Linked DNA regions of Zea mays: regions 2 and 3 are each linked to region 1. Evidence: chromatin contacts called from public Hi-C data. All regions are on one chromosome and are shown on one strand. The core of a region is the stretch at or near the end of the contact, and the rest is flanking DNA. Distances in the headings are between cores, read along the strand shown.

Region 1 (4,121 bases), core at 1,055-3,554:
AGACAAGAGGCACGAGATTTTTTTTCTCGTGGTTCGGTCAAGCATAATATGCTTGTCTACTCCATGTTCTAGCGTCCCAATGGACGAGGGTTGCACTCAAACCCTCTCAAGTGATCCAAAGATCAAACTTGAGTATCATAGTTCTGCCTTATATCTCACAATATCTTGTTTCCGAGGAATCTCCACAAGTTGGAGTCTCTCACACCTTACACAAGTGATCACAATCAAAACCGGAGTAAGGGAGGGAGTGAGAACACGCACACAAGAGCTCAATCACAACAACACACACATAAATGCAAAGAAGGGAGTGCAACAACAAAGCGATAGAGCAACGACCTAGAAAATGTGCTCAAATCTCTCTCAAACCCTTTGAAGGCGTGGTCGTGGAGTCTTGGAGTTATAGTGTGCTATTAGAATGCTTGGTGTATTGGTATAGGCGCATAGGGGTCTCTTTTATAGCCCCAAGGGGCCAAGGAGTCATTGCTCCTTCCTTTGGAAACTCTAGATTTCCTTCTGTTCTGTGATATCTTGGTCCAAGGCTTAATAGAATTAATAGAGTACTCATATCAACAAGGTACATCTTCTTTTTGGGAAGCCTATCTCGAAAAAACCTCCAATTTAAGTGTGCTTGGCTTGGAGCAATTTGGGATGGGTGACTGACCCGAAAGTTTTCTCGGGTGCGCATGAGTGAGGACAAAGTGCACATAAAAGGCCCGTGTTGGTCTGTAGGGACCATATATGATCCAAGAGAGCTGTCAGGAGTAAGTACTGTCGGTCCGAGAGTGGACGGGGTGTTACATGTTCGTGGGTGCACCGGACAATCCGGTGCACATCAGGCACTCTAGCCTGCAACAGTAACATGATCATCTAATTGGTTACCTTCCTTTTCAGGTCGGCACCAGACTGTCCGGTGACTCTCTCGACCGTTGTCGTACTAACGTGGCCGACGACTATTACGGTGTCGATCGTTGGCGCGGGCGAAGAGCCGTTGGCTGCCTGACCCACTAGACATGTCCGGTGCACATCAGATTGTCCGGTGAATTTTAGCCAGCATGCCCGAGCAAAAACCCAAGAGCAGCCAGTTGGGCGAGCTGACCAGGCCAGCACCAGACATGTCTGATGCACACCGGACTGTCTGTGATGCCCAGTTTTCCACAACTTTGGTTCTTTGAGCCAAACTTCTTCACTTCTTTTGACTCTTTTTGTGATGATTCCTAGCACTTAAACAAATATAGTTAGCAACAAAACAATTGACTAAGAGCTAGAATAATACCTTTAACACTTCATTTCATAATGGTTTGCAATATGCTCAAACTAAGTCCAAATGCCACTTTACTTGCACAAAGAAGTTAGTAGCCAAACAAAGGCACAAGAAACATGGACTTCACATCTTCAATTGCTTGATCTAACTCATGCTCATATGAAGAATGTTAGTCCATAGTGGTGTGTTGGTTAGCTAATCACCAAAACAACTTAGAAATGGCCCAAGGGTGCCGGCTTACTATTGGATCTGGAACCCACGAGCTCACCATGTGCCCGCCATTAGGAGTCGCAGGCCACCGAGAGTCACACCGTAGGCCTTGCGGGAGGGGAGCAAGGATGGTTGGGTGGGAGTCCTAATAACGACAAGTGCGGCTGGGTGGGAGGTTGGGAGCTGGATGGGAATCCTGAGTCCTGATGAGTGCAAGTGTGCGGATGGGTGATGAGTGCAAGTGTGCGGATGGGTGAGAGGCTGGGAGCTGGGTGGGAGGGAGTGAACCCCTATTTTCATATATTTTCTAAGATAGGTCCACATATCAGATTCATGGAGCGGGTTTATCGAATATGCAGGTGTGGATACTATTTTTTCTTGCCACTAAAAAAATATCCTCTAGGTCTATTATTATATCCTTATCCCTATCCGCGGATATAAAATTACCCGTATCCGCATCCATTAGGTTTATTATCCGCAAACACACGGATATTTCATGCCAATTGTCATATCTAACTGTATGTTCTACAATGGGGCGCCTGTAAGGACGCCTCATGCTCTAGTTTTGAGTATTATTGTAGAAAAATCATTTCGTATAAGTAAAATAACTCTTATCTTAAAGCCATTAAGCTATAACTATAAACCCTCGGCCCCCCATTGAGCCATAAGTTCATTAACCGTAAACCCTCGGCCCACGTCCGCTGTCTCTTTCGGCGATCTCCCGCTGTCCCGCATGAAACAACACTGCTCCCTCCCCCGGCGGATTGGCCCATCTAAGTACATTAAGCCCATTAGCCCAATAGGTCATATTTCTTTAATACGCTCTCACACTCCCAGCCTGGCATCTTCCCTCTCCACGCCACACGCACGGCTCCATCCTTCTGTCCACGCTCGCGCCGCCAGGGCGCTCGAGCTCGCCGTCGTCATCTCGTCGGGCCGCCGCCTCGCAGCTTCGCCCGCGGCTCTGGTCCGCGCCCCGCCAAGGCCCAGCCCCAAGCTGCCAGCGGCCTCCGGCGTTGCTCGCCGCTCACTGCGCGCCGTCTCGCGCTCTCGCGCCCTCGCCCAGTCCTGCTCTCCCTTCGTCGCTCCGCGGCTCCGCCGGCGTCTGGGCATCCGGCCTTCGGGCTTTGGTGGCGCCCCCCACCGGCCACCGGCCCACCCCAGCGGGCAGCGGCCACTGCAACTCTGCGGCTCTGCCAGGAACAAGGAGGAACAGTGGCGATTCTGCCAGGGACAGGGAGGAGCAGTGGCAGACAACGTCCTTCCTTTTGTTTGGCCCGGGGCTTCGGAATTATCTGGAGCCGCTACTGCCCCCAGCGTTCGGACTCCCGGGTCGCAGGCAGCCACGTCTCGTCCTGGCTCTGGGCTCGCCGCGCTATCGTCTCGGCCATTCGCTCCGACGTCCGTATTCAATAGATTTGCCCTACTCGTGACCACGAGAATCCGGCGAGGAGGGAGACCGCTCGTGCGGAGTCTATAATGGCTGACGGGCAGCATATTCAGGTTGGTGTCTGGTTCCCCCAGCTGTGAACCTCGTGTTTTTGATAACCTCCTGATTGTTCTCCTAGTATGTTGTTGTCTTCTGTTTAGCTGAGTAAGTTTTCGTCCATGATCCACTTGACACTAGCTCTATAATTTAGTGAGCAGTAGCAGGTAGAAAACTTTGTCAAATGAACGTGCTCGGCAATACAAACACCTATTAACTGTCAGGTTGTTAATTCATATGTAACTTGACAATTGACAAATAAACTTTACGTGATGCATTGCTCTGAAGTTATACTCCACACCAGGTGACTGAAATCTTATATCAACAAGTTACCAAAATTTTACCAAAAAATATACTAGAAATTGAGACTGGGTTGGGGATTTGGGGTTAAGGCCATCTCCAGCAGACCGTGTAAACGGTCGTGCAAAGTATTGTTTTGTACTGTAGATTGCACTGTTTACAGAGTGGAGTTTGAAATAGAAATGAGATAAGGAATAGGATAGAGAGTCTGGACATAGTCTATTTACCTGTTCTGGCAGCTGTAGAAGGAGATCCGGGAAGGTGTTCTGGCAGTGAGTGGTGGGTAGGAAGATTTGAGGTGCCGCCTGCCAAAATTGTAGAGGCTGGCCGGTGGGCATGGAGGTGGCAGGTGGACGACGGGGAGGTTTGGGTCACTGGACTTGAAGAACATTTCTGAGCAGTCGGAGAGGACATAGGAAGCATGCACGGAGGAGGAAGGCGCTGGAGCCTGGTGGGAGGTAGTGGAGCGATAGTAGGCGTGGAGCGTCTGCATGTGGTGCACCAGTGTTGTGTTGAATGGTGAGCAGATAAGAAGAGGAAAAGAAGGCACATGATCTGGACCATTAGAGTTGGATTGGGCAAACCAAATTTCAGTCAGCCGTTATGCAGATAGACCCATATGTTCTCCACTGTATATGATGTGTAGGCTTGTAGTGATCTTGTCGTCTTACCCTGTGTTACATTCACATTGCAGTTTGCTTAAATAAACTGTAGAAACTTCAACGAGCAACAAAAGATCTATTCTTAACACTTAAGTGTTTGTTCTGTCCGTTGATATCAAGTCGTCCGACTAATCGTGATTATTCGCGATTAGTCGGGCTAGTCGTTTGTGGTGATGCGACTAGGGAGTCCGACTCGATCAGG
Region 2 (4,463 bases), core at 1,061-3,560, 290 kb before region 1:
TCCGGTGAGCCAACGGTCGGCCAGGGCCAACGGTCGGCCGCGCAATCCGCGCGGGACACGTGGCCGAGCCAACGGTCGGAAGACGGCACCGGACTGTCCGGTGTGCACCGGACATGTCCGGTGCGCCAACAGCGCCAGATCTGCCAACGGTCTGCAACGGTCGTCTTCGCCGTTTAAGGAAACAAATCGGGCACCGGACAGTGTCCGGTGTGCACCGGACTGTCCGGTGCCCCCGACGACAGAAGGCAAGGATGGCCTTCCGGATTTACTCTCAACGGCTCCTAGCTGCCTTGGGGCTATAAAAGGAGCCCCTAGGCGCATGGAGGAGACACACAAGCAACCTTTGAGCATTCTTGATCATCCACACTAAGTCTCTGCGCATTCGTTTGTGTTTCTAAGTGATTCGAGCTCCGTTCTAAGTGAGAACTCTGAGATAGTCTTGTGAGCTCGATTCTTGGCCGTGTGTGTGCGCTTTTGCTGTGGATTTGTGTGTGTTGCTTCCCTCCCTTACTCTGTGTTTCATTTGTGATCATATACTTGTAAGGGCAAGAGACTCCAATTTGTGGAGATTCCTTGCAAACGGGATAGTGAAAGGAAAACAAAACACCGTGGTATTCAAGTGGGTCTTTGGACCGCTTGAGAGGGGTTGATTGCAACCCTCGTCCGTTGGGACGCCACAACGTGGAGTAGGCAAGCGTTGGTCTTGGCCGAACCACGGGATAAAACCACTGTGTCACTCTGTGTTTGATTCTCTTGTGGTACTGTGTTTTGTTGAGATTGTTGAGACTTCACCTTAGCCACTTGGCAATAATCGTGCTAACACTTAACAAGTTTTTGTGGCTTAAGTTTGAAGTTTTTACAGGATCACCTATTCACCCCCCCCCCCTCTAGGTGCTCTCAAGGGGGAGGGGGCAGGGGACTGGGAGGGATGAGGCATGATCCAAATAATATTGTACATTAGATTTGAGTAAGAAATGAGTTAAACAGTTGGTTTTGATGATGTGTTAAGTCCGAGTATAATTTGTTTGATGGATTTATTAAAGGTTATAAGTATGAGGATGATTTTGGTTGGGTGAGTTTTGTAAAGTTTAAACTCGTGGATTATATAATATTATTGATATGTCTAGTGGCAACGATGATTTATGATCTTTTATTATATGTTATTTTGATTGAGTATGATAGATATGTTAGTTGAGTGTAAATGTTTTTTAATGGACTATTCGTGTCGGTGTGGGTGAGCATCATGGCATCGCAAATATGTCGTGTTAATCTATCCTTTTTGCATGATTCTTTTCATAGACAGTAGATCTGTTGCATGCCCTTTGGACTTGGATACATTTCTGCGGTCGGACGATCGACCACGGGCACGCGCTCTCGAAAGCCACACCATTCACCAATGTCCCTGTAAAGAAAAGCCAGATCTCACTTGCAGAGTGGTAGAGTGTTGAGCTGCTCCCGATCTAAATTCCACACGGACCAACAGTAGGCAGTAGCAGCTGCGAGCATCTCAAAGAAAGAGGCAGCCGCAGCAGCATCAAAAGCCCAGAAGAAATCGATCGAGCACAGCCTACCTCGAAAGAAGGAAACGACTGCACACCCGGTATCATGCTGCCTGTGCTTTTTTATGAAAAAAATGGCTGCAACACGCGCGCCGCTCGCCCGTCTTTTGTTGGTTCTCTCTCCTTTTGGAGCACCTACGGTATGCTGCAATCCTTCCTTGCATCGCGATGGTTCAGCATGCAGCAGACCAGATGTCCTCCTTTTCATGTCTTCTCACGCGGAGAGCAGGGAGAATCTCACACAGGTGCCATGTTTGCAGTCCACACAGAAACCATGTTTACCGTAATTACACAAATAATTCTGATTGATAGCGTCGGACAGAAGCAGCGAAAGTAATCTGTCATGTATCACATACACATATACACGTAGAGACATGTAAAACCAGTGCTTCAGAGTCAGAACATTGGTATATTGCTTGTAGCCTTGCAGGCTGAAGCTTTTATTCAGGCAACGGTATTTACAGTATTCACATGTATGCGAAGAGGCAGCAAGAACCCGTAAGTTCTAAGAGAAGCTGAAGGAAACGAAGGTCTACTAATGGTGGTATCATCTTCATCCCCCTATGCTATCCAAGTGCCGTGCGTAACAAGAAGTGCACAACGTATCTCTCTTAACACATGGTACAGTTGATGATCTTGATCTCCTCGCACCAACCCGTGTATCTTTGAGCCTAGTTTGACCTATTTGCAAAACCCCATGCCCAATGATGCAGCAGCACAAGTGAAATGCCTCCATGCTGCTCCAGAGAAGGCGTGCCGCTTCAGATATCATTGGCGTGCACGACCTGATGCTGGTTTGCTCCTTCTTGGTTATCCAGAGGCATGTACTGAGCCATGATGGCACGGATCTCCGAATCCATGTAGCTCTGGTGGAATGATGGCGAAGATTTCAGTAACAAATGCATCATATTATTACAGTAGCAACTAGCAAATCAAGTCCTGCATGCGACCACTTGCAAATAAAGATCGAAGGGGAGAGAGGAAACAGAGTAAGCGGGAAGTGTTTTTTTTACCCTCAGCCTGTATTTGTACACGGCGTATGCTCCAACCCCAGCAAAAACAAGTCCAAAGAAAATAACCCAGAGGAAGCTCCAGCCAACAGTAGTGGCAGTTCCCTCTTTGCCTGCACAGCATTTAGAAATGGTATATGAGACTAGTACAATAAAAGATTAAATGATTTACTTGTGCAAAAATATCTTAGAATTTCCATAGGCTTATCTATATACAAGTGTGTCATCTACTGCTTTCGTTTGAGTTCAGACAGTAAAGAAAAGTGAAGTCCAGCACTACGGGGAAAGAACAAAGAACTGATAATTACTGACAGGGCATCTGCTTAGATAGGCCCAAAAATCACATCGATGAAAAACTGTGATGATTATATGCCATTTGATTTAAGCAATCCTAAAAGATAGAGGGTATAATTTAAAACAAAAAAAAACAAAGTCTAACAGGCAAGAATCTATGACACATTGATAAAAACTACTATTCTTGTCGTGTCACTAGTATTAACATAGAACTGCAATGAAACTTCTGTAGACGAAAATAGGTTTACAGTTCATGGAATAAGTAGCTCCGGGTATTACATATTTAAGTCTGTGGAACATCAAACAATTTTCTTTTGAAATAATCAGTTTATTAAGCAACTCGAGCATAATTGTGTTATTCACAAAGTTAAAGATGATTAAAATCAGTTTCTTTTTTTCCATCTTTTAAAAGGAATAAGATCAACCATCTCAAATAAAAGATAGAATTCCGTACTTCTCATCTGAAAAAGATTCTTGCAAGGAAAAAACGAAGAGACAAAATTAGATGTCTATGTAAAAATGCAGGTCCAGCTACTCACTGATGCAAGTGTCATGCTCCCTCATGTATAGCATATTGTCATCACCACAGCTGCACTCGTAGCTTCCCCATGTATTCTTGCAGCTGCAACCCTTGCACTGACAGTAAAGTTTCTCTTTGCATTCATCAATGTCTGCAAATAATAAATAGATTAAAATAGATCAGAACAAAAATAATCTGCATTATTCAAAGGTGAAATTAGAGGACCATCCTTATTAGGTAAATTTTACTCTAAGAACTTCAATGGAAGACTGCTCAGGGTAGAATAGACACAACTGCTGACCATATAATATAACTTTTAGGTCTCAGCTCGGGCAATGAGTATGGTGTTGATCAGAGATGCTTTGAAGTGGCATCCAAAAGAAATACGGTGGGACGACAGCGAGCTAAATTTTCTAGAGTCTGCAAGTGCCAAAAAAAAATGACCCTTTGGGTACGATGCCAGACAATGATTGCCTTTTCTCATAATCTGATTAGCCTCTCCGGCAGTTGGAGATTTCTTACAGCAACAACAATTTATTGTGCACAAGGGAGAGGTCATCAGGGTGGAAAATTTTCTACTGTGGTAGCAAAGAGGCCGGAGGCAACTCCAATCAAGCGATCTTCAAATCACTGTATCAACAGTGGTACTTAGTTTGTGATATGTACTGTTACTTTATTTGGATTTGCTCGTGGTTTCCGTCATAGTTGGTTGAGCTGAACCTTGCATTTTGTTATCTCGGTGTCCCTTGAATTTCCTAAATTTGTTAGGATTTCAGTGCTTAGAATGCAAGGTTTTTTTTGGTCCAATATATACAAATATACAATCAATTTCTGCCCCTTCAAAACAATGTTGAATTCAAGGATGTAAACAACTATTTTCTGAATGATACCTTCACAACTTTTTTCTCCATCACCTTTGAAACCCACTGGACATTTACAACCTTCAGATACTTCATTCTGCAGAATTCCAAATTTAGTTTCAAATATGTAAACAAAATGGAAAGGAAAAAAAGCAAATATCTCAAAACAACATTTACTTACTGAGCAGGCAGAGATTGTCTTCCCATCTTTACTTTCCTG
Region 3 (4,468 bases), core at 1,902-4,401, 340 kb before region 1:
ACTCTGGAGCCATGTATCCAAGCGCGCTCTGCACCTTGCTACTTAAGACGTAGCGGTCCAGCATTGGAAGCAGCTTCGCTAGCCCATAATCTCCTACCTTTGCCTCGCCTGATCCGTCGAGCAGGATGTTGCTTGATTTCAGATTGTAGTGGATAATATCATGCCTGTGGAGATGAGCAAGGCTTCTCGCTATACCGAGGACTATGTCAAACCTCTCCTTCCATGGCAGGCAGTTTGTGGTGGATGACTCATGCAATTGTTTGTGCAGGTTGCCCCCGGAGACAAACTCATAAATGAGAAGCTGAAGCGACGGCGTCCAGTAATATCCCTTTAGCGCAACTAGGTTGCGATGGCGTAGCTTACCCAGCATCTTCACTTCTCTCTCAAATTCAACTTGAGATTTAACCAAGCTTGACACAGTGAGCTTCTTGATGGCAACAGGTTGTCCATCTCGAAGAGTGGTCTTGTAGACAGTGCCAAAACCACCACGCCCAAGCTCGCAATCCTTGTTCAGAAGAGCATGGGTGCTGGCACTGAACTCCGGATTTCCTCCTCCAAACATGACAAGCTTCCCTGCGTTCATGTCGGTTGTTGGCGACTGGCTGAGATATCCATCTGAGAGTTCCAGGACAGCACCAGAATGAGATCCAGGGGCACGCACTCGAAGGTTAAGAACAGTGATGGTAATGACACCAACAGCAATTAGAACAGCAGCACCAATTGCAACAAGGGCCGAGATGCTGAGTATGGTTTTCTTATGATGGCGACCACCATCAGGCACAAGCTCGGTTGGTGATATTGGATCGGAAGAAGTGTTTGGGTTCAGCACGATTGGTTTTGGTAGCACACCAGGACAAGATGAATTGAGCTTCGCGCCACAAAGGCCAGGATTATCCGACACACAAGATAGGGGGATGGTGTCAAAGAAGCTACCGGGAGGGAGATCCCCAGAGAGCTGGTTATGTGAAACATTGAATTGCAAGAGGTGGGGGAGATTAGAAAGCTGCTTTGGTAGAACACCAGTAAGCTTGTTCTGAGAAAGATCCACAATCTCGAGATTGGTAAGGTTAGATAGTGCTTCCGGAATCACTCCTGTTAAACTGTTATGAGAAAGATCCCTGCAAGAGATAGTAACCAAGTGAGCATATACCAGAGAATGTGGGGGTTTAGCATGTAAAGCTCCAAACATTTATCCATCCACTGGATTGGATCAGAAAGAAGTGCTTAAACTTACAGTGATGCGAGGGCAGAGCAATTGCCAATCTGAGCTGGGATGTTGCCAGTCAGGAAGTTCTTCCCCAGCCTCAACTCCTTCAATGACTCCCCTCCTTTTGAAGCTGGAATGCACCCATTTAGCCGGTTGGCAGTAAAATCAAGAACCTCCAGTGACTTCATCTCCAAAATGCTGGCCGGAATACTTCCATACATTGAGTTCCATGACATGTTCAATGACTGCAAGTTCTGCAGCTTCGAGATTTCCGATGGTATAACTCCAGAGAAGGCATTGTTTGACAAGTCCACTCCTTGAAGCACTGAAGAAGCATTTGCAGGCACTTTTAGGTCCCCGCTCAATGTGTTCTGCGACACCGACACCCATTGCACACTGGAACTGAGAACCCAGGTAGGCAGTGCACCCGTAAGAGAATTCCAGCTGACATCAACATGCATCAGGCTCTTGCATCCACCAATTGATTCAGGTAAGGCTCCGGTGAACCCATTCCCTGACAACCTCAGCTCCCTCAGTGACATCAACTCACCAATAGACCCAGGGATCTCGCCAGACAACCTGTTCCCCGACAAATCCAGCATTTCCAGGCTTGTCATTTCTCCAAACCATGTCGGGACACTCCCAGTGAACTCATTTGAGCTCAAATCAAGGTATGTGCAGGTGGAGAGCCTCCTCAGGGACTCAGGTAAGTTGCCGGACAGCGAGTTGGACCCAAGATCCACTGACCTGAGCAGCGGGCAGTCCCCAATGTCGTCCGGGAGGCTACCAGTGAGACGGTTGCCTCGCAGATTAAGCTCCCGAAGGTTAAACATCCTGCTGACACCGATCGGGAGGTCGCCGGTGACGGCATTGCCCGAGATGTCCAGCGTGCGCAGCGCGTTGAGGGACCAAATGTCGCTGGGCAGCGCGCCGTCCAGGCGGTTGGAGGAGAGGTTGAGCGACGCGAGCGTGGCGCACGCGGCGACGTCCCGCGGGATGCCGCCGGAGAAGGCGTTGTTGGCGAGCGAGACGTCGCGGAGGGAGCGGCACCGGCCGAAGAGCCCCTCCGGGACGGCGCCGGCGAATGCGTTGGCGCTGAGGTCCAGCGTCTGGAGCGCCGGGAGGCGGGCGAGGTCGGCGGGGACGTCGCCGGAGAGGTTGTTGCGGGCGAGGGAGAGCGACTGGAGCGCCTCGAGGCGGAGGAGGCCCCGGCCGAGCTTGCCGGAGAGGCCGAAGCCGGCGAGGGAGAGCGCGGAGACGCGGCCGGTGCGCGCGTCGCAGGTGACGCCGTCCCAGGCGCAGGGCCGCTCGTCGTCCTCGCTCCACGTCGCGAGGCGGCCGTCGGGGTCCGACACGTCGGCCTTGAACACGATCAGCCCCAGCACGTCGTCGCCCAGCCCCGCCCCCGCCACGCCGCCCTTGGCCTCCGCCGCCGCCGCGAGGGCGGCGAGGTGGGCGAGAACGAGCAGCGCGAGAGGCCGCATTGCTCGGCGAGACTTGGGCGAAGGACAAGGAGGCGGCGGCGCAATTAAACGCTCAGGGCTGATGCAGGAAGACGAACGAACCGGTGGGATGAACGGATGAGACTCCGCGGGTTTGGGCTCACTTAAATCTGTGCGTGACGACCTCGAAGCTTCAAATGGTTCTCTCTCTTCCTTCCTGCGTAGTACTGAAGATACAAATGTGAGTGTACTGAGCTCTAGATATGGGCTCCAGGAACAACCTTGTGGTAGCAGATGTGGGTGAGTACCTGCCGAGCCAGGATGCACCCGTCTACGTCGCTGCCGCCGGTGCCGACTCGCCGGAAAACTTCATTGAAGAATGCAGGCAGGGAGAGGGGAGGAGGGGCGAGAGTGGGAGCCGGGAGGGACCGAGGGAGGCAGGGAGCAACGGAGAGTGGGCTGAGGCTGGACCGCTGCGAGGGAGAAAGAGCGAGGAGTGGAAGGGAGAAACAAAAAATAAAGATGTTCCAGGGTAGGGCCAGAGCTGATCGGACGGTGACGAACAGGTTCACCGCACGACCGAGGGATGGGATGGGATGGGATGGGCCGCGAGGGATGGTTGGTGGCTCCGGGATGGGCCATTGGGCCGTGTGCATGGACCGGGGCCGAGGGAGTGCCCCGTGCCGTGCGTTGGGTTCCTCCTCGAAACTCGCGTGGGGCCGCGTGGTTCGAGGCCGCAGAGCGCACGGGACCGGTCCGGGCCGGGCGAGTCAGCGAGTAGAAGTAGGACCGGGCGACCGGCGCGGCTAGACTCGTCGGTGCTTTTGAGGCAGGTGCGCCTGCGCGCCCATGCGCTGCGTCGGGTTTGCGAGTCTTCCTTCTTCCATGGCCGCAGGATCAGGACAATAGAGGCGACTATTTTTTTCTACGAATACAGAACCGATTAATTTACGACGATGCTAAAACTACCTAGAATTTTTAAAGTGTCTCTTATGACAGTCCATTTACTTGAAACACAAAAGGGTTTGTAATAATACTATAATAATTGACGATTCAATATATTTTGGGGTGGGCAAAAAACACCAAACACCAAAAACCATACCGAACCAAACACCATACACCAAAATTTACGGTTTATTCGGTTTTTGTATTTGGTGCGGTATGGATTTTAGCTCTATTTGGTATTTGGTATGGTTTTCAATATTTAGACACCAAAAATACCAAAATACCGAAACGTAGCAAAACAACGTCTTAAACCTTAGACTCATATCATTATAATTTTTAAGAACTAGTATGTGTTAGTTGCTCTTATTCAACACTAATTTGTTTATGCAATTTTATTAAGTACTAGTTGATGAATTATCAGTATGTTCTTTATGTGATTTTACGTTTGCAGTTTCAAACTGCTAGTTGTTTGATGATTGTAAAAATACCAAACACCGAACTGAACATCAAATTCTGCGGTTTTTTTTTCATTTGTGAACAAAAAGTTTGGTTTTCATTTTCCAAGCACCAAACTTTTTTGACACCAGATAAAGCGCACCGAATAAACCAATAGAACGGAATGCCCGTCCCTGTTATTTCTGGAACGAGGCAGAACAAAGTGGTTAGCGTGACCACAAAGCTTTGGCTTTGGCTTTGGCTTTGAATGACTGGTGCAGTGCAGACCATGCTATTTGCAAGCGCACTCCCAGATTTTACTATACTCCACTCCACTCCACATTAGTCACGGGAACTAGTCTCTTTTAAAAGTTGAAAGAACTGTGCATGCACGGGTTTGCACGATGAACACGTACCGGCGTACACCGCTGGCCTTATT

What was found. Hi-C and Micro-C count contacts between places; a contact is called where the count stands out from the background.
Region 2: a contact with region 1 is called in a Hi-C map of tassel, with 7 times the contacts expected there. The contact joins the enhancer-like site here to the promoter of LOC100279825 in region 1. A contact is called at or near these places in 15 of 25 Hi-C or Micro-C datasets (bundle sheath, ear, endosperm and 5 more).
Region 3: a Hi-C map of tassel shows a contact between it and region 1, with 3 times the contacts expected there. The contact joins the promoter of LOC100304322 here to the promoter of LOC100279825 in region 1. A contact is called at or near these places in 2 of 25 Hi-C or Micro-C datasets (ear and tassel).

What each region holds. Positions count from the first base shown.
Region 1 is chr1:55,848,956-55,853,076 of Zm-B73-REFERENCE-NAM-5.0, reverse strand. It overlaps LOC100279825 (DNA-directed RNA polymerase I subunit 1), which reads left to right and starts at 2,304. Exons shown (of 21, transcript XM_008657145.3): 1 at 2,304-2,974. The coding sequence starts at 2,951.
Region 2 is chr1:56,143,343-56,147,805 of Zm-B73-REFERENCE-NAM-5.0, reverse strand. LOC103634617 (vacuolar-sorting receptor 1) reads right to left here. Exons shown (of 12, transcript XM_020546368.3): 8 at 4,425-4,463; 9 at 4,274-4,340; 10 at 3,403-3,534; 11 at 2,573-2,682; 12 at 1,931-2,425. The coding sequence ends at 2,321. Among protein-coding and RNA genes, the nearest start is that of LOC103634617, 19 kb to the right of the region's middle. Within about 2 kb of position 2,310, at least 11 of the 20 cell types and tissues checked have an H3K27ac peak or open chromatin away from gene starts, as enhancers often do. A contact at or near this core is called in ear, endosperm, seedling and 1 more, where this site is marked.
Region 3 is chr1:56,187,679-56,192,146 of Zm-B73-REFERENCE-NAM-5.0, reverse strand. LOC100304322 reads right to left here and starts at 3,151. Exons shown (of 3, transcript NM_001361410.1): 1 at 2,958-3,151; 2 at 1,235-2,876; 3 at 1-1,118. The coding sequence starts at 2,691.